Regions from separate parts of the Mus musculus genome. Here regions 1, 3 and 4 are each linked to region 2. The links are chromatin contacts, called in public HiChIP or PLAC-seq maps. All regions are on one chromosome and are shown on one strand. The core of a region is the stretch at or near the end of the contact, and the rest is flanking DNA. Distances in the headings are between cores, read along the strand shown.

Region 1 (4,176 bases), core at 92-2,591, 150 kb after region 2:
ATTCAACTCCACCTGACTGCAGCGACAGATAACGCAGCCACTGTTGTGGTATATGGAGGACAGGAAGGATTTAAGCGGCTATTGAAATGCCCTTTGTGAATTGGAAGCACTGCTTATACCATATGTACTGGGTAGTTTTGTGTCAACTTGACACAAGCTGGAGTTATCACAGAGAAAGGAGCTTCAGTTGAGGAGATGCCTCCATGAGGTCCAGCTGTAAGGCATTTTCTCAATTAGTGATCAAGGGGGAAAGGCCCCTTGTGGGTGGTGCCATCTCTGGGCTGGTAGTCTTGGTTCTATAAGAGAGCAGGCTGAGCAAGCCAGGGAAAGCAAGCCAGTAAAGAACATCCCTCCATGGCCTCTGCATCAGCTCCTGCTTCCTGACCTGCTTGAGTTCCAGTCCTAATTTCCTTGGTGGTGAACAGCAATGTGGAAGTATAAGCTGAATAAACCCTTTCCTCCCCAACTTGCTTCTTGGTCATGATGTTTATGCAGGAAGAGAAACCCTGACTGAGACACCATATGAATTTTTATTTTTCTGTGTGTGTTTTAGCAACTGTGTGATGTGATTGGTATGGAATTTCTGTGAAAATTTTGAGCAGGGTAGATCCCATGTTGGTTGATTTTCTTCCTTTCTTTCTTTCTCAAAGATTTATTGATTATTATATCTAAGTACACAATGTAGCTGTCTTAATGCACCAGAAGAGGGCGCCAGATCTCATTACAGATGGTTGTGAGCCACCATGTGGTTGCTGGGATTTGAACTCAGGACCTTTGGAAGAGCATTTGGTACTCTTAACCGCTGAGCCATCTCTCCAGCCCCCCATGTTGATTTTCTCTTCCCTGCCTTCCTAGCTGGTGTGTGTGTTGGTGTTTCCAGTTAGATTTAGGTGGGATAGGTCAGATTTGCAGTTGTTTAGGGGAGACTTTTTTTGCAGTTTTATCGAGACCCAGTGATTGTTCCGTGCTGCATCCAGTAACTCGGCACTGGATAGGTCGATGTTGCAGCACACACCTTTAATCTCAGCATTTCGGAGTCTGAGGCCCACCTGGTTCATATAGCTCTGACTGGCCTGAACGCTACGTAGACCATGCTGGTCTTGAACTCACAGAGATCCACCTGCCTATGCCTCCCAAGTTCTGTGACTAAAGATGTGTGCCACCATGTCTGGTATAGCATAAGTTTTTAAAAGATTATTTTTGAATATGTGTATGGTGTGTGTGTCTGTCTGTGTCTGTCTGTCTATCTGTCCATGTCGCAACTGCGTGCTGTGCAGGTCAGAGGGCAGTCATGGGTGTTGGTCCTTGATTTCTGAGTCAGAGTCTGTCACTGTTTGCTGCTGTGCTGTGTAGCCTAAAGTACCTGGCCCTTGAGAGGTTGTTGGGTGGAAAGGGTGGATTCTCCTGTGCGTACCTCTATCTCACTGAAGTCCAGGGCTTACAGGCATTCACAACTACATCTAGATTTTTTTTCAACATGGATTCTGAGGTCAACAGGCTGGTGTGACAGTGTTCTTACTTGCTGAGCCATGAACCATCATACTAGCTCCTAAGGTAGTCCTTTTTATACTGTAGTGTATGTGTAGGGGTCCCACACACGTGCAAACCATGTGCATGTGTGCAGAACACAGCACAGCTTGTGGGTATTGTTTCTCGCTTTCCAACATGTAGATCTCTGGGATTGAGCTCAGGTCATCAGATGTTGCAGAAAGCACCTTTACCTGTTGAGCCATCTTGCTGGCTCCCTAGTGTAGGGTTAGAATATGTTTTTGCCTCCACCCCTCCAGGGTTGGTGTTGAACCCAAGGCCTGCATTGTAAGAGGCAAGTACCCCATCACTGAGCCACTGAGACTGGCTTTCTCAGTCATACTAAACAGGAACCTTTAGTCCTGCTACAAGGAAGAGTTGTTGAGGTGCTTCCTGTAGCAGGAGGAGCAAGCTCTTAGATAAATAAGGAAGAGGAAGGGAGAGGACAAGGGAGATTAAAATTTAACTTCATTGCCTGGTACCTGCTGGTCAGAATTTAACTGGTTGGTCACTCAGAAAATTGCCTTCTTTGTATTGTTCTGTGTTTTTATCGGGGTGACAACAGTTGGCAACTACTTTATGGAAATACTGTAAGAATTAGTAGAAGAGAAAGTGAGATTTGTTGAGGCATGCTGAGAGTTAAACAGGGCCCTGGCAACTTCCTATTGAATTCTGTCACTTGAATTGACAGTGTAGTGTTTTAGATGTAGGTGGATGCTGCTGTCTGGAAACCAGTGTGTTGCACTGTTTTAGATGTAGCCGTGCAGGAAGCAAGTCTCTGTTGGTTTATGTTCTTGTGTGCATCTGCTAGCACATTGCTTTATAGAAAGGGAAAGAAAGATTCCCACATGAGCTAGATTTTTAAAAAATTTTGTTTTTAATCTTCTAATCTTGCAACTGATTTAGCCAAAGGCAGGAGGGAGCCTAAAAGGTTTGAAATTAGAGACACTGTGATGTTTTGGGAAGTTGAAACTCTTGACCCAGGGTATGCTAAAGTCGATGTAGAGGAGGCCAGAGTAGGTTAACGTTTTCAGAACTCAAATTGAGTGTGAATTGGGGTTGTTTATAGGTATGGTTTGCTTCATGTCTGTCTCTATCTGCAAATGGAGCTAGTTAAGTGTAAGACCTCTGTTTTGAGAAACTTTGGTAAAAGTCCCTGAACCAATGCAAATTTATCTTCTTCAAAAATACCAACAAAAATTTCCCCATTTGGCTTTTTAAGTGAGTTGAGGGAATTAACTGTTGTTCTTACACTTAGAAAGAAATGGACATTCTCTCAAAGTAATTATAATTGATTTTCCACTTTGGGAATCTCTTGCTTTGTGTCCTTCAGCCACAGGCTTGTGTGGGATCTCTCAGAGTTACTCTCTCTTCTTTGTTACATGGAATCAACTTCAGTGTTCTGCGGCTCCATAGAGGTGTTGTCTTTTTGCTTGCTCGTAGAATGGTGAGCTTTCCTTGTAGTTTGAACAAGGTCTACAGAGAATTGTCCAGAGACATTAGCCACATTGTATCCATTCAGGGGCTGGAATGGACACGTTTAATATTTTTTATCTTATGAAAGTTTTTGTTGTTAGTTTTCTGTCTACTCTTGCAGATTAATCAGAGAGATGATCAGTAGTTCTTCCTTCTTGTTTTGACTAGCAAATACCTTGAACAGCATTATTGAGTTTTTACTGTGTATTTTGTCTGATTGGAGTGTGCATTTCAGTGATGTTTAGTAGTTTATGCATTTATGCAACTACACCACATTCTAGCATCACATATCAGTGCTGGGACACGGATGGGACACAGTGTTGGATGAAGGCTAAAGACTGATGATCTCTGACTTTATAATCCTACTATTTGTGTTTTAATCAGCGCTAGTTTCCTTTCTTTTGCTATTTTGTGCTTTTAATAAGTGTTGGTTTCTTTCTCTGTAACTCTTACTATTTTGTGCTAATAAGCTTTACTTTCTCTCTCTGTTCAAGGATCTCTTGAACTTGGAGAGGCTTGTAACTCATTAACTCTTTGTGAACCAGAGAGAAAAGAAAGGAAAAGAATTAAAATGTTTTACACAGGCAATATGCACAGACACACACTCAAACATACACACATACTCTGGTCAGGTCTGACCTCTTATCTCATCAGTATCAATTCTACAAGAGTTCATGGATACTTACATACATATACATATACCTACACACATACACATGTAAATAAATATAGACACACACACATATACACACACATACATGTATGTTTGGTGAATGGGGCTGAGCCCCAAATGCCACTTTATTCCTCTTCTCTGGCCTTCTTATACCTTCTTAGACAAAAGTTCTTTAGAAAATTACCTCATAGATAAAATGTTACACAAAAGGGGAGTTACAGAAGGGTATTGATATTAAGTTCAAAGCAGTGCTTTATTCTGCAAGCTCATTATAAGTTCAAAGCAACAGTTTCCCATGGCCTGGCTTTATCATAGTGCACACCTGTGACTTTATCCTTGGATCTGACCTAGAATGAATGTTTTTCCTTAATTACAAATTTTTCCCAAGCTGATTTCTCTTTCTAGTGTAATTGTGAAAGCTCACTGTATTCCTTATTATGCAGCCTTTACTTGCTAATCTATGAGGAGTGGGCACATTCTATTCTTGAGTCTAACTTTAT
Region 2 (4,156 bases), core at 1,050-3,549:
AGCCCGTGCCTGGGGTGCCCTGGGCCTGCACCTCCCACTTCCCTGATGACTCATTTGCATTCAGTGTCCCTCACTGAGCAGTGTGGACATCCTCTCTTCATGTCTGCTTGCGGATCTGCAGGAGAAATCCCACTGTAAGAGGAATGGGTAGAAAGGTGCAGGACTGAGGGCTGGGCTGTGTGTACTATGTGGCTTTGCTCTCCCCAACGATCCTGCAGAGGGTATAAATGCTACAACGATCAGTAGCTGAAAGTTCTCACCCAGTGGGAGTAGCTGAGACTGGAGACTGTCTGTCTACTAAACTAGGTCATAACAGTAGCTACCGTTCATTAGGCACCACCTGCTTACGTTGGTGTCCCAGGACCTTATGTGTGTCTTTACTGAATCCTGCAGAGCCCAAAGCCCCTGTACTTCCCACACTTCTGCCTTTTGAGCTTTGCTTCCACCGGTCTGCACAACTACCCATGTCACGTGACTTTGTTAGATTGCAATTTCTTCCTGTTGGGATTCTTCATTATACTGCCCCACCACCACCAACTTCTCCACAGGTGCCCCAGGCTAGCCTCAAACTCACTGTGGTGATCTGACCGAGACTGTCTCCCATAGGCTCACAGGCGTGAATTCTTGGTCTCCAGTTGGTGGAACTGTTTGGGAAGGATTAGGTGTGCCCTTGTTGGAGGGAGGGAGTCCCTGGGGCCAGGCTTCAAGGTTTCAAAAGTCTCCGCATTTTCAGTATGTTCCCTGTCTCCTGCTCTTGGATCAAGATGTGAGCTCTTATCTGTCCCTCCCTCTGTGCCTTTGCTCTGCCATGGTGAACTCCAATTCCCTCCCCATCCCCTCCCCAGGGCTGAATTAAGGCTAACGAAAGCCCTTCTTTTCCAAGTTGCCTTGGTCATGGTGTTTTGTCATGGCAACAGAAAGTCAAGAATAACCTTGAACTTTGGCTCCGCCTCCCTCACCCTCTGAAGTACTGGAGTTACTGTTGGGTCGACCATGACCACGCCTACGCCTTGTTTACATGGTGCTGGGGAACAGAGGGCTTCGGGTGTGCCAGGCAAACGTTCTAACTGAGCTGTCTCAACCCCTCTTTCTCACCTACTCATCTCTGATCCATGTGTTTGGTAATGAGCCTGTGTAGAAAGATGTGTGGTCACGAAGGTTATACATACTAAGGAGTTTTACAATTATGATTTCCGACTTTATAGAAGAGCTTCCTTTTAAGAGGGAAAACTGCCCGAGTGCTGGGACTTTTATGGTGGTTATGGTTGTTTTCTGAGCTTTTGTTTTGTTTAATTTTACTGTTGTAACTAAGGAAAATACTTCAAGCCACCAGAGGGCATTGTAGTTAACGTTGGGTGCTGGCTTCATTATAGCTCGTGGCCTCCAGAGGTGCCCGGTGAAATCTGCTTCCATGAAAAGAAGGACTTTCACATTTAATGAACAGCCTAAAGAGGATCGGTAGATTAAACTTGGAACAGGAGAGCTCGCATCCTTTGTATCTAGCAGAAGCAAAGGACAGAGTAGGTGGTGCCTCCTTCAAATGCTATTCTCTTCTTTATTCCTTTCCCCAAGCGTGTGCCTAAACTTTTTGAGTTGCCATCTATGATTGACAATCTTTCCTGAGCAGAAGGTAGGCTCAGGACCTCCCAATGGCAACAGAAATTGAAACTGACACGTGAAAGCCTGTCTCTCACCCATAGTGTCCACCTCTTTGTGGCCTTTATGGCTGCTAATAAAAATGTCTAACTTGAATGATGTACTGCTGGCACCCTCCATGTAGAAGCTGAAGCAGGCAGAAAAGCAACTGCGTCAAGCAAAGCCTTGTGGAGAATAGGTGGCGTTTCAACAGTTGAACACTACACTACTTCACGCCCCAGGTGGGAAATCCTTTGCTACTTTCCGTTCCTGTAGGCCACGTGGTTCTGCTCCATCTTCCTTCCACCTCTCTTCCTCTATCCTCCTCTCTCTCCTCTCTCTTCTCTCTCTCCTCATCTTCCCTTCCTCCTTTCTCTCTCTCCCTCTCTAAAACCTCCAGCCCCACCTTTCCCATCCACTGCCCAATCACAGGCTCTCGCCTTGATTTGCTTTATAAAATGGGCAGAAGGTTTGCCTGAAATCACCAGAGGGCGTGATCCACTCCTTGAGCCAGTCCCTCTTGAGGAAGCAGAATTAGCATCAAAGTACAAACAGCACCAGGGCAACGCACAACAGGAAACAGGTGATGAAACCACACAGTTTGGTCTTGTTCTTGACTACGGGCAAAAGCGTGCACTGTCGAGTGTGACGCTAGCTGTGGGTTTCCCAGAGCCTCCGTGTTGTTCCTTTGCAGGACTGTGCGCTTGCCTGCTCTGAGTCACCATGGGTGACCTGTCACCATGCTCAGGAACACACATTGATTGGAAGACTAGCCACAGATCTCCCAGCCCCCTGCCTTGCTCTAAGATGTCCTAACTTGCCACTTTGTTTTGTTTTTAACCATTTTATTAAATCATTCTCAAAATGTGGATGATCCCTGGCCACAGTAAATATAATAAGGTGTATATAATTCAGTTGTTGCTTTTTTTTTTTTTTTTTCCTTTCAAGTCAAGTTTCTCTATGTATCCCTAGCTGTTTTGGAACTCACTCTGTAAACCAGGCTGGCCTTGAACTCAGAGATCTGCTTGCTTTTACCTCCCAAGTGCTGGGATTAGAGGTGTGCACCACCACAGCCTGGCAAGTTGTTGCTTTAGCACATAGTCCTCACATGACTCTGCTGGCTGCCACAGGCAGCCACCCACAGTTGTCTCAGTCACCCACAATTGGCTGCTTTGTCCCTTAAGAGACTCACTCCAGACTGGGAAGGGATCAGGCTTGCCCAGGGCAGTATGGTCTGGACTTGCATTTCTGCATCTGCCTTTTTTGCAAACACGGGTTATGATTTTCCTAGGTGTTAATTATTAACATATTTCTTGCCGTCCGTGTGTCTGCATCTGAGAGCATCTTTGGCTTCCAGTGATTTGCTGAGAATCAGGCTGCCAGAGAAAACTTTAGATATTTCTACAAAGCAAAACAGGAAAGAATTCTCCTGGGCTAAAGTGCAAGGACTCTGCAAGACCTATCTGGGTGCGTATGTACCGCTAAGATCTCAGGCTCAGCTCTGTTCAGGATGAATGAGTTTGGTGGGAGGCAGCTCTATAATCTATGTAAAATTGTTGTTTTTTTTTTTTTTTCTTTTTGGGTGGCTTGTTTAGTCCCTTGTACCTCACCTATACCCAGATAATCATCTGATAATTGAATAACCAGCAGTTGTCACATTAATCTGTAGAATGGAGCACTAGGCAGCCACGAAAGAGAGCAAACCACAAGTCTGTGTGGCAGCAAGGACGAGCCACACCATGTGGAGCCACACTATGTGGAGCCACACACTACTATGTGGAGGAAAACAGGCACAACCTTGACTTGCTGTGTGGTTCCAACAAATCTCAAAAGCAGCATTAGAAATCAAAGCAGCACTCACATGTTGGGGAAGACAAGACGAAAGGAGGAGATGAAGGTAGACGTAGCAAGCCGATGCTAAGTCAAGGGAAACTGGCTGATGTCAATGGTGGTGCATGCTGGTACTCCTAGGGCTTGGGGAGCAGAGGCAGGAGGATCACTGTAAACAAGATCAGCCTGGTCGATGTACTCAGTTCCAGGCTACATAACAAAATCCTCTTTCAACAAAACTAAAATAAAAAGGGAAAAGGTCACGAGGCCTTTCAAATAGATTTCTAGTAGAAAACATGAAACAGTAGGAAATCTGAGGCAAGATGAGCCTGACTCAAAAGCATCATTGTGACGATGGCCAGAGTCACTACAAGACACTGACACATCCAGGCCAGCAAGGTGGCTCAGTGGGTAGAGGCCCTTGTCACCACCAAGCCTGATGAGTTCTGTCCTTGAACCCTCCTAGCAGGAGATAAATGACTCCCATGAGGTGTCTTCTGACCTCCACACGGGTGCTGTGGCTGCTCAAACCTACACCCATAGAAACTTACACACATGGCATGCTCATATCTATATCCATAGGAACTTACACAAACACATAAACATAATTTTTAAAAGTGAACAGGAGAAACTGACCGATTGGCCATCACTTGGACATCATAAAAGAATATTTGATGTTGCCGGGCATGGT
Region 3 (4,071 bases), core at 904-3,403, 200 kb after region 2:
GTTGTGTTCCAAACAAACAGTGTGCTTAGCTGAGTGTTTCCCATCTGTCTCTGATGAGGCAGCTCAGGTGCTCCCAGTTAACTGACTCTCTTCTCCCACCTGTAGTCAGGTTTTCTGCCATGTGAGGCCAAGTGCATATTTTACTTCAGGGGCAGATTTTAATATTTGAGCCCTTTCTTTTCGATCATTTTTATTTGTAGGTATCTTAGACAATAACATTTCACAATGCAGGTGCAAGGCTTCTTCTTCCTCTGAGATAATTCCAGTGTTCCTAGCTCTAAAGGGAGAGGAAGGACTGTTCTTTGTCATTTCTTGTCTCAGAGCAGGTTTTCCTACAGCACGTGTTGGGCAGGGCTGGTCACCCATCTGTCACACAGCTACTTCATAAAACTTTCAAAGGACAGCAGCGTGTAAGACAAGTGTAGGTGAAGTGACAGGCTGTGGATACAGGTAGGACCAAGGGTCGATAGATACGGACTTTACTGTTGTATGCTGGAGTGCCATAGCCACAAGCCCATTGTAAGAGTGATGCAGTTACCATTTTGACAGAAAATGAAAAGAATCTGCTCTGAGATGCCAGTAAACAGTGACTCTTGTTAGAAGCCAAGCACTGTGTTAATCTGTACCTTAACAGCGTTCTAAGAGACATGCCTTTCACATCAGAGAACAACTAAACCCTTCATAGAGAACTGAAGGTGCGTTTGTGGTACACTGTGCTCAGCAGCAGTTTCCACTCAGTATTTAGGCTTGGGGGCTCTGGCAGGACATCTTGGGATGTCTGTGAAGGTTTCCCTCCTCGGCACTGCCAGAGGCGCTGCCTTTCTGTGAAACCTGTCTCAGTAGGATCCCTCCCTCCTGTCACTCCCGAGGCCTCAGTGCACACCAGGTATCACTTACACGGGGCTTCCAGATTAGGTCGTTCGCTTCTTTGAAAGAAGTTTATCTTTAATTATGGGTATATGTATCTGTGTGGCTGTGTCCCTGTGAGTGCAGGAGCTGCTGTTACAGGCAGCTGTGTGCGTGCCGCTGTCATCTATGGGCGGCCCCCACTTACTCGTCTGAAGAGCAAATCACTATATGTGGATTCCTGCGGTGGCACATGAGAGACACTAATTTATTTTCTGAGGAATGATGGAACTTTGTTTGACTTAGTTCTCCTGACTAATACGCAAAGCCCTTAAGATTTTTGTAAAAGTATTTTGTAATCTTCCATAAATAAATGAATCCAGTGGCCATCATCCTTTGTTTTAGCCGGTCGTTATCCAAAGCTTTGTGGCTTTCAAAGTTGACATTCTTTTGCCTCTCTGAATTTGTAGTATGCCCTGTCTGTGAGGATGTGGGTTTTTATATGGACCCTAGTGTTCCAATCAAGCCATGACTAGAGTTTGTGTCACTGCCATAGGAGTCTGTCTGGGTTGTCACAATTAGAAAGTGACTCGAATGGACATTGTAAAATTTCTGAAGCTGTCCCTAAGGGAATAAATAAGATAGGGCCCCAGCATTGACTATCTTTCAGAATGGGGGTGCGCTAGAGCTCAGGCCTGACAGATGGGATGTGGTCTTTTGAGCTTATTCTGAGACCATGCTATACATGCAAAAGGATATATAGGTATGCAGTAGGTGTATACACTTGACACATATGTAAACTCATGAATCCTACTACTCAGCCTAAGAAGCAGAGCCTAGCCTGGGTAAGCACACTTATTGGACACGCAGAGCCTAGCCTGGGTAAGCACACTTACTGGACACGCTTGCTCTTCATGTCCTTTTGGATCCTTTTATGTTTTACACCACTTGAATATTGCCTATTGAAAAAAATTCATTAATTAAACAAGTTTCTCCTTTGTTTGTTAACTTCCTTACCCTTTGATATCTTTGTACTTAACTCCTAAATATTTCTTTGACTTCTTACTCCTTGATCATGGCAGTTTTCCCTGCACTGTTCATTTTAAAACAAAATGTGCAGAATAGGGGATGGCAGTCACTTCAATGAAAGCTGGGGAAAAGCCAAGGCACGGGGACAGTAGCACATTAAATCCTGCCCGTTTTGGTACATGCTACTCTCTTAGGACACACACACACACTCACACACCACTCATAAGTCTAGAGAGCAGATCAAAAACATCAGAACCTTCAGCCTATGTCACCTGCTTTTAGGTCTGTGAGCTCTCAACATTGTGGGCTTGGAAACACCCTGATTTCTTCTAAAGGAACTGCAGAGCTTGAAGGAAACCCTGGGTATTTTCTTGTCCTCGTTTTCTTTTGAAAAGAGGAAATTGGCCTTTGGGGTTAGTTTATTTGGGGTTAGGTCATGTAATTTGTGACAGTGGTGGGAGGAGAATTTGTGTCCTCGCTGTCTTCCCAATGTTCTTTCTGCTTCAAGATATTTACAGAGACGCTGAGATCTCCAGTGTGTGAGGCTAGATATGAACCCCCAGAGACGGTGGGGTTAAGAGAGAAGGTAAAGGCAGGGCTTGGTGCCACCGCCCTTTAATACCAGCACTGGAGAGACAGAGGCAGGTGGATCTTTGGGAGTTTGAGGCTAGCCTGAGATAGTGAGTTCCAGTACAGCTAGGACTAGATAGAGGGTTACTAGTTCAAAAGAGGAAAGGAGGGAAGGAGGACCAGAGGAGATAAAACCCCTGATGTCTGGGTGCTTACTTCCCACCCCTAGGAAGTCAGGTCATAATGCCGCAGACCTACCACTGTCTACCCTCCACCTTGCCCTGTCTTCTTTGGCCTGGGTGATGGTCTCACAAGACAGGTAGCAGACAGACAGCTGTCCTAGGCGCTCTGCTTACATTCACTGCCCTCTCTCTGACTCACTGATTTATCTGGGCTCTCTCGAGTTAAGATCCAGATCAAAGGAATCTAAATTCCTCCTTCACCTCTCTTGTCTCCCGATCCTTTGTTTCTCTGGATGAAGCAGGCTGTCAAGACTCTGAACCACAATTTTAGCCTCATTAAAACAATGCCAAATTCAACAAAGATGAGCCGTATACAGTCTTACTTTTTTGGAGCCTCACTTTTATGAATACTACAGACATTATTTTAAAAGTTTTTCTTTTTAATAACAAGGGAAAATACCAAAGGCCTTGTGCTACCACTGACACTCATAACCCAACTTTCTTTGCCTTGTACTTCTTAAGGTGCAGGGCAGTGTTGGGCTGAGCTCACAGTGTCTGGGGCCTGCTTAATGTCATGCAGTCACTGAGTACATGGTAGCAGCAGAGTGAGCATAGAAGGGTTACACAAGAAGAAATTAAACTGATGAAGAGAGATGCAGTAGTGAAAAATATATACTACCATAATATATAGTGTGTAATATTTAATCACTATGATCTTGCTTCACATCTATAGAGGATACTTAAAACTTGAAAGCATGAAGATACATAGTAAGAGATGGAACACATCTCTGTGTTCTAGTGGTTTAAATTGCTATAATCCTACTATTTGGGAGGCCAAGGGAGGAGGCTTCCCAAGTTCAGATCTAGCCGAGGCTACATAGTTCCAGGCCAGCCTAAGCTACAGTGTTGAGACCTTCTCACAAAAAAGACTAAAACATTGTTGGTAAGATGGCTTAGTGGGTAAGGGAACCAGCCATTAAGCGTGATGACTTGACTTTGATCTTTGGGACCCACATGTTAGAAGGAGAGAACTGGCTCCCACAAGTTGTCCTTTGTCCTTAACATTCATGAAATGGGACTAAATAAATACAAATGTAATTTTAAAACTCCAACAAGGGTGCTGGAGAGATGGCTCATTGTTTAAGAGCACTGACTGTTTTTCCAGAGGTCCTGAGATCAATTCCCAGCAAACACATGGTGGCTCATAACCATCTGTAATGGGATCTGATGCCCTCTTCTGGTGTGTCTGAAGACAGCTACAGTTTACTAACAAAACAAACAAACAAACAAACAGTGTACTAACAAAATAAATAAATCAGAAGAAGAAGAGGAGGAGGAGGAGGAGGAGAAAGGAGAAGAAGAAAAGAAAGGAGAAGAAGAAAGAAGAAAAAGACAAAGACAAGGGCTCTAAAAAAAAAAACTCCCAACAAAACAGCCCTCTTCA
Region 4 (3,777 bases), core at 764-3,263, 160 kb after region 2:
TTGGTAACTTATTTTATATGTATATGTGCTTTGTGCACTATGTATGTGGCCCAGGGAGGCCAGAAGATGGTGACAGATTCCCTGGAACTTGAGTTACAAGTGGCTGTTAGTCACAGTGTGGGCTCTGGGATTCTGTTCCTGTTTCCTCTGGAAGAGCAACAAGTACTCTTAACCACTGAGCCATTTCTCCAACCCGACTCCCCATTAAATCTTTTGTTTGGTTTTTCAAGACAGGGTTTCTCTGTGTAGCCTTGGCTGTTCTTATTATATCTAAGTACACTGTAGCTGACTTCAGACACTCCAGAAGAGGTTGTGAGCCACCATGTGGTTGCTGGGATTTGAACTCAGGACCTTCAGAAGAGTAGTCGGGTGCTCTTACCTGCTGAGCCATCTCACCAGCCCCCTGGAACTTGCTCTTTAGACCAGGCTGGCCTCGAACTCATAGCGACCCATTTGTCTCTGCCTCCGAAGTGCTGGGATTAAAGGCATCATATGCCACCACTGCCCAGCCCATTAAATCTTTTTTTTAATTTAATTTATTTATTTTATGTATATAAGTATACTGTAGCTATCTTCAGGCACACCAGAAGAAGGCATCAAGATCTCATTACAGATGGTGTGAGACACCATGTGGTTGCTGGGAATTGAACTCAGGACCTCTGGAAGTCAGTGCTCTTAACCGCTGAGCCATCTCTCCAGCCCCCATTAAATCTTTTTAAAAAGTAGCCATACAGAGACAAAATTAACAAACTTTGCAATTCTGCACAGGCAAAACATCCAACTTACTGCTGCTTAGGGAGTTGTAAACATGCCCAGCATCACCACTGCTGGTGTTAGAACACCTCCATCACTCCATGATGGACCTGTGCCATTTCCCTTTGCCTACTCCCTGCTTTCGTTTCTGTGCGTTTCCTTGTTGTGAGCTTTTGTGTGATTGGGATCATACAGTAGATAGACTTTGCGTGCTCCACAGCACTTGCTGTGTGCACACCTGACTTCCACAGCTGTAGTGGCTGTGAGCTGTTCGTTGTAGTTTTGTTTCATGTCTCCTACTGACAGTGGTGTGGGATCTCCTGGTATGCTTATTGTTCATCTGCATGCATTCATTTCTCTTTTAATTCTTAAATCTTAAGATATCCTTATATATGATCTTAATTCCCTACTTAATGATGCTTTGTATATTTTCTGTGTGACTTTTTCCACCTCTATGGAGCCCTGGCTGGCCTAGAACTCCTATAGAGAACTTATAGGAGGCTCCTGCCTCCCTCCAGGTGCTGAGTGCCTGGGTCTTTTTTCATTGCTCTTGATATTATCAGAGGGTAACCTTGAGAGTGTCGCTTTTAGTTTTGACGTAGTCCAGTTTATCTACTCAGAATTTTATGATATTTATTTATCTTGGAGAGAGATGTGTGTGTGTGTGTGTTGTGTGTGTAATGTCTGGAGGTCAGAGCACAACTTCTACGGGAGTCAGTTCCCTCCTTTTTTTCCCTTTTGGGTGCCCTCAGCCTTTGTGGCAAACACCTTTACTTTGTGAGCCATACCTAGTATTACCTGATGGAAGCCCATGAATGCGCACTCTGTTGTGGCATCTGCAGGTGTTGCTTTACTTTAGCCTCATGTTCGTGTAATGCAAAGGGTTTCATTCGGCTCCCGTTCCCTGGCACCTCACACCGCGCAGTAGGGTCCGCCTGCTCTGGGACTTTTCTTCTCGACACTGACTTGTCTTGGCATAACTTGTTAGTCAGTGTGATCATTTAAATTGGAGCTGAGGTCTTGGAGGTTTGTTCTGACCCTGGAGGACTGCTTCTAGCTGCCTCTCCTGGTTCTCAGTGCTGAGCTGGCTACCCTGCGGTTTAGATTGTTATTCCTAAGTAAGAGGAGCTGTTTTTCAAGATGCTTTCAGGCTTGAGTCCCCCAGCCTGTTTAAATAGAAACAGTTCCTCTGTGGAGAACTTGGGAGCTTCCTGTGGATCGCCTCTGCTCTTGGGCAGATCTCTGAGTCATTCCTTCGGACCTTGGCCAGGGGGTTGCTTGTGGTCTTTTTGATTTGCCTCAGAGCGTGGAATTTTTGCCCAGTGATGGAGCTGGAGCCCCAGCATTTTGAGACTCTTGTTGCTTGGGTGGAGCCTCTGTACTACGGTGCCCCGGGCTTTTGGTCTCAGCAGGAATTTAACCTCCTCATCCTAAAGGATGAGAGAGGCTAGTGGCTACTCTTTCTGGTGTTGGATCTGGAGCTAGAGCAGGGTGCTCCCTTTGGTCACTTAACTCTTTCGGGTAGGGATGGGGTGTAAGCTGGTCAAGGGATGCTGGTTCTCGCTCACTGTCAGAGTGTCAGCCTTTCCTCATTTGCAGTGTCTCCTGAGGGGCACTTGTAGAGAGAGCTTTTAATGGTTGCTTCTCCTAAGTGGTTTTCCTTGGCCTTGCTCATTTTCCTGAGAAGTCTTTTGAGTTCTTCTTGTTGAAATCATGGGAGTAGGAAACATAACATAATCCCTAGTTGGGATCACTTTTTTTTTTTTTTTTTTTTGGTTTTTCGAGACAGGGTTTCTCTGTGTAGCCCTGGCTGTCCTGGAACTCAGTTTGTAGACCAGGCTGGCCTCGAACTCAGAAATCCGCCTGCCTCTGCCTCCCGAGTACTGGGATTAAAGGCCTGCGCCACCACGCCCGGCTGGGATCACTTTTTTAAAAAAATATTTTTTAAACTTTTTTTTTTTGAGACAATATTTTGCTGTATTGCCCTAGCTGACCTGGAACTTACTATGAATCCTATAGTAAGGCTGGTTTTCAACCTAGAATCCTCTGCCTCAGCCTCCAGTCATGTGCTACTATGCCTGGCTTTAATAGCAGCTCAATTTCAGTAGCGTCTAACTTCATAACTCTGTATCCCCCTTTGTGTTGAAATGGTCGAGATTTACAATGTGCCCATTAAATCTACTTACATAGGTTCAATTTTTGGATTCTGTGCTTCTTATTTTCATAAGACAGAAGAAAACCAAATTAACTCATACTGTTTTTGTGCTCACTTCTTTGATTCATTTCTCAGTGCTTTGTATTATAGTTTTTGTGTGTTTGCATTTGAATTGGTGTTTTATTTCAACCTGAAGGACTCCTAGCATGTCTTGTAGGTCAGGTCTGCTAGCAAATAGTTTTCCCTTCTATGTGGAAAAGTAAGTTTTGATAGAAGTGTTGACTTTGAATTTGTCATCCACTGTGTCTGGTGCCCACTGAGCAAGCAGTCAGCTCTTCACTGTGCTGAAGATCTTTGTGCATCATATATCTATATCTATATCTATATACACACACACATACACACACATTACATACATACACATATATACACATACACATATTACATACATAATATTTATATAAACACATACATATATATATACACACATATATTACATACATACATATTTATATACATATATATGTGTGTGTGTGTGTGTGTGTGTGTGATTTTCTTCTTTGCTGGATTGTGGTATGTCTAAGTATGAATCCCTCACACATATTTGGAGCTTATTGAGCTACTTAGATGTATGGGTTAATATTTCCATCAATATAGAAAGGTTTTCAGGCATCATTCCATGCATGTCTTCTCTCCTTTCTCTCATAGGTCTTTGCTCTCTCTGAGATGCTGCGTGCATCAGCGAAGCCATAGCACCCGTAGGTCTCTGTGGGGAAGGAGGTCTTTGTTATCCCAGGTGTCTGTTTCCATCTTCTGAACTGAAATGGCTGCTCAGACTCTAGTAACTCAGTCCTATTTGGCCTCAAGAG

What was found. HiChIP or PLAC-seq counts read pairs in DNA pulled down with a chosen protein or histone mark.
Region 1: an HNF4G HiChIP or PLAC-seq map of pancreatic cancer cells shows a contact between it and region 2. The contact joins two enhancer-like sites. A contact is called at or near these places in 1 of 484 Hi-C or Micro-C datasets (female germline stem cell-derived STRA8 germ cells), 3 of 115 datasets of contacts at active chromatin or transcription factors (CD8 T cells, large pre-B cells and pancreatic cancer cells) and 1 of 9 other capture datasets (embryonic stem cells).
Region 3: a contact with region 2 is called in a Foxp3 HiChIP or PLAC-seq map of regulatory T cells, with 3 times the contacts expected there. The contact joins two enhancer-like sites. A contact is called at or near these places in 2 of 15 datasets of contacts at CTCF or cohesin (CD8 T cells and the NIH/3T3 cell line), 2 of 484 Hi-C or Micro-C datasets (both in CD4 T cells), 3 of 115 datasets of contacts at active chromatin or transcription factors (embryonic stem cells, pancreatic cancer cells and regulatory T cells) and 1 of 9 other capture datasets (embryonic stem cells).
Region 4: a FOXA1 HiChIP or PLAC-seq map of pancreatic cancer cells shows a contact between it and region 2. The contact joins two enhancer-like sites. A contact is called at or near these places in 1 of 484 Hi-C or Micro-C datasets (nephron progenitors), 5 of 115 datasets of contacts at active chromatin or transcription factors (T-cell acute lymphoblastic leukemia, acute myeloid leukemia, large pre-B cells and 2 more) and 1 of 9 other capture datasets (embryonic stem cells).

What each region holds. Positions count from the first base shown.
Region 1 is chr15:81,153,171-81,157,346 of GRCm38.p6, reverse strand. The region is part of intron 1 of Mrtfa (myocardin related transcription factor A); the gene reads left to right. Among named protein-coding and RNA genes, the nearest start is that of Mrtfa, 35 kb to the left of the region's middle. Within about 2 kb of position 1,341, at least 43 of the 459 cell types and tissues checked have an H3K27ac peak or open chromatin away from gene starts, as enhancers often do. A contact at or near this core is called in pancreatic cancer cells, where this site is marked.
Region 2 is chr15:81,299,449-81,303,604 of GRCm38.p6, reverse strand. No RefSeq gene overlaps it. Among named protein-coding and RNA genes, the nearest start is that of Gm52179, 41 kb to the right of the region's middle. Within about 2 kb of position 2,299, at least 181 of the 459 cell types and tissues checked have an H3K27ac peak or open chromatin away from gene starts, as enhancers often do. A contact at or near this core is called in pancreatic cancer cells and regulatory T cells, where this site is marked.
Region 3 is chr15:81,099,648-81,103,718 of GRCm38.p6, reverse strand. The region is part of intron 2 of Mrtfa (myocardin related transcription factor A); the gene reads left to right. Among named protein-coding and RNA genes, the nearest start is that of Mrtfa, 89 kb to the left of the region's middle. Within about 2 kb of position 2,153, at least 30 of the 459 cell types and tissues checked have an H3K27ac peak or open chromatin away from gene starts, as enhancers often do. A contact at or near this core is called in regulatory T cells, where this site is marked.
Region 4 is chr15:81,135,712-81,139,488 of GRCm38.p6, reverse strand. The region is part of intron 1 of Mrtfa (myocardin related transcription factor A); the gene reads left to right. Among named protein-coding and RNA genes, the nearest start is that of Mrtfa, 53 kb to the left of the region's middle. Within about 2 kb of position 2,013, at least 101 of the 459 cell types and tissues checked have an H3K27ac peak or open chromatin away from gene starts, as enhancers often do. A contact at or near this core is called in pancreatic cancer cells, where this site is marked.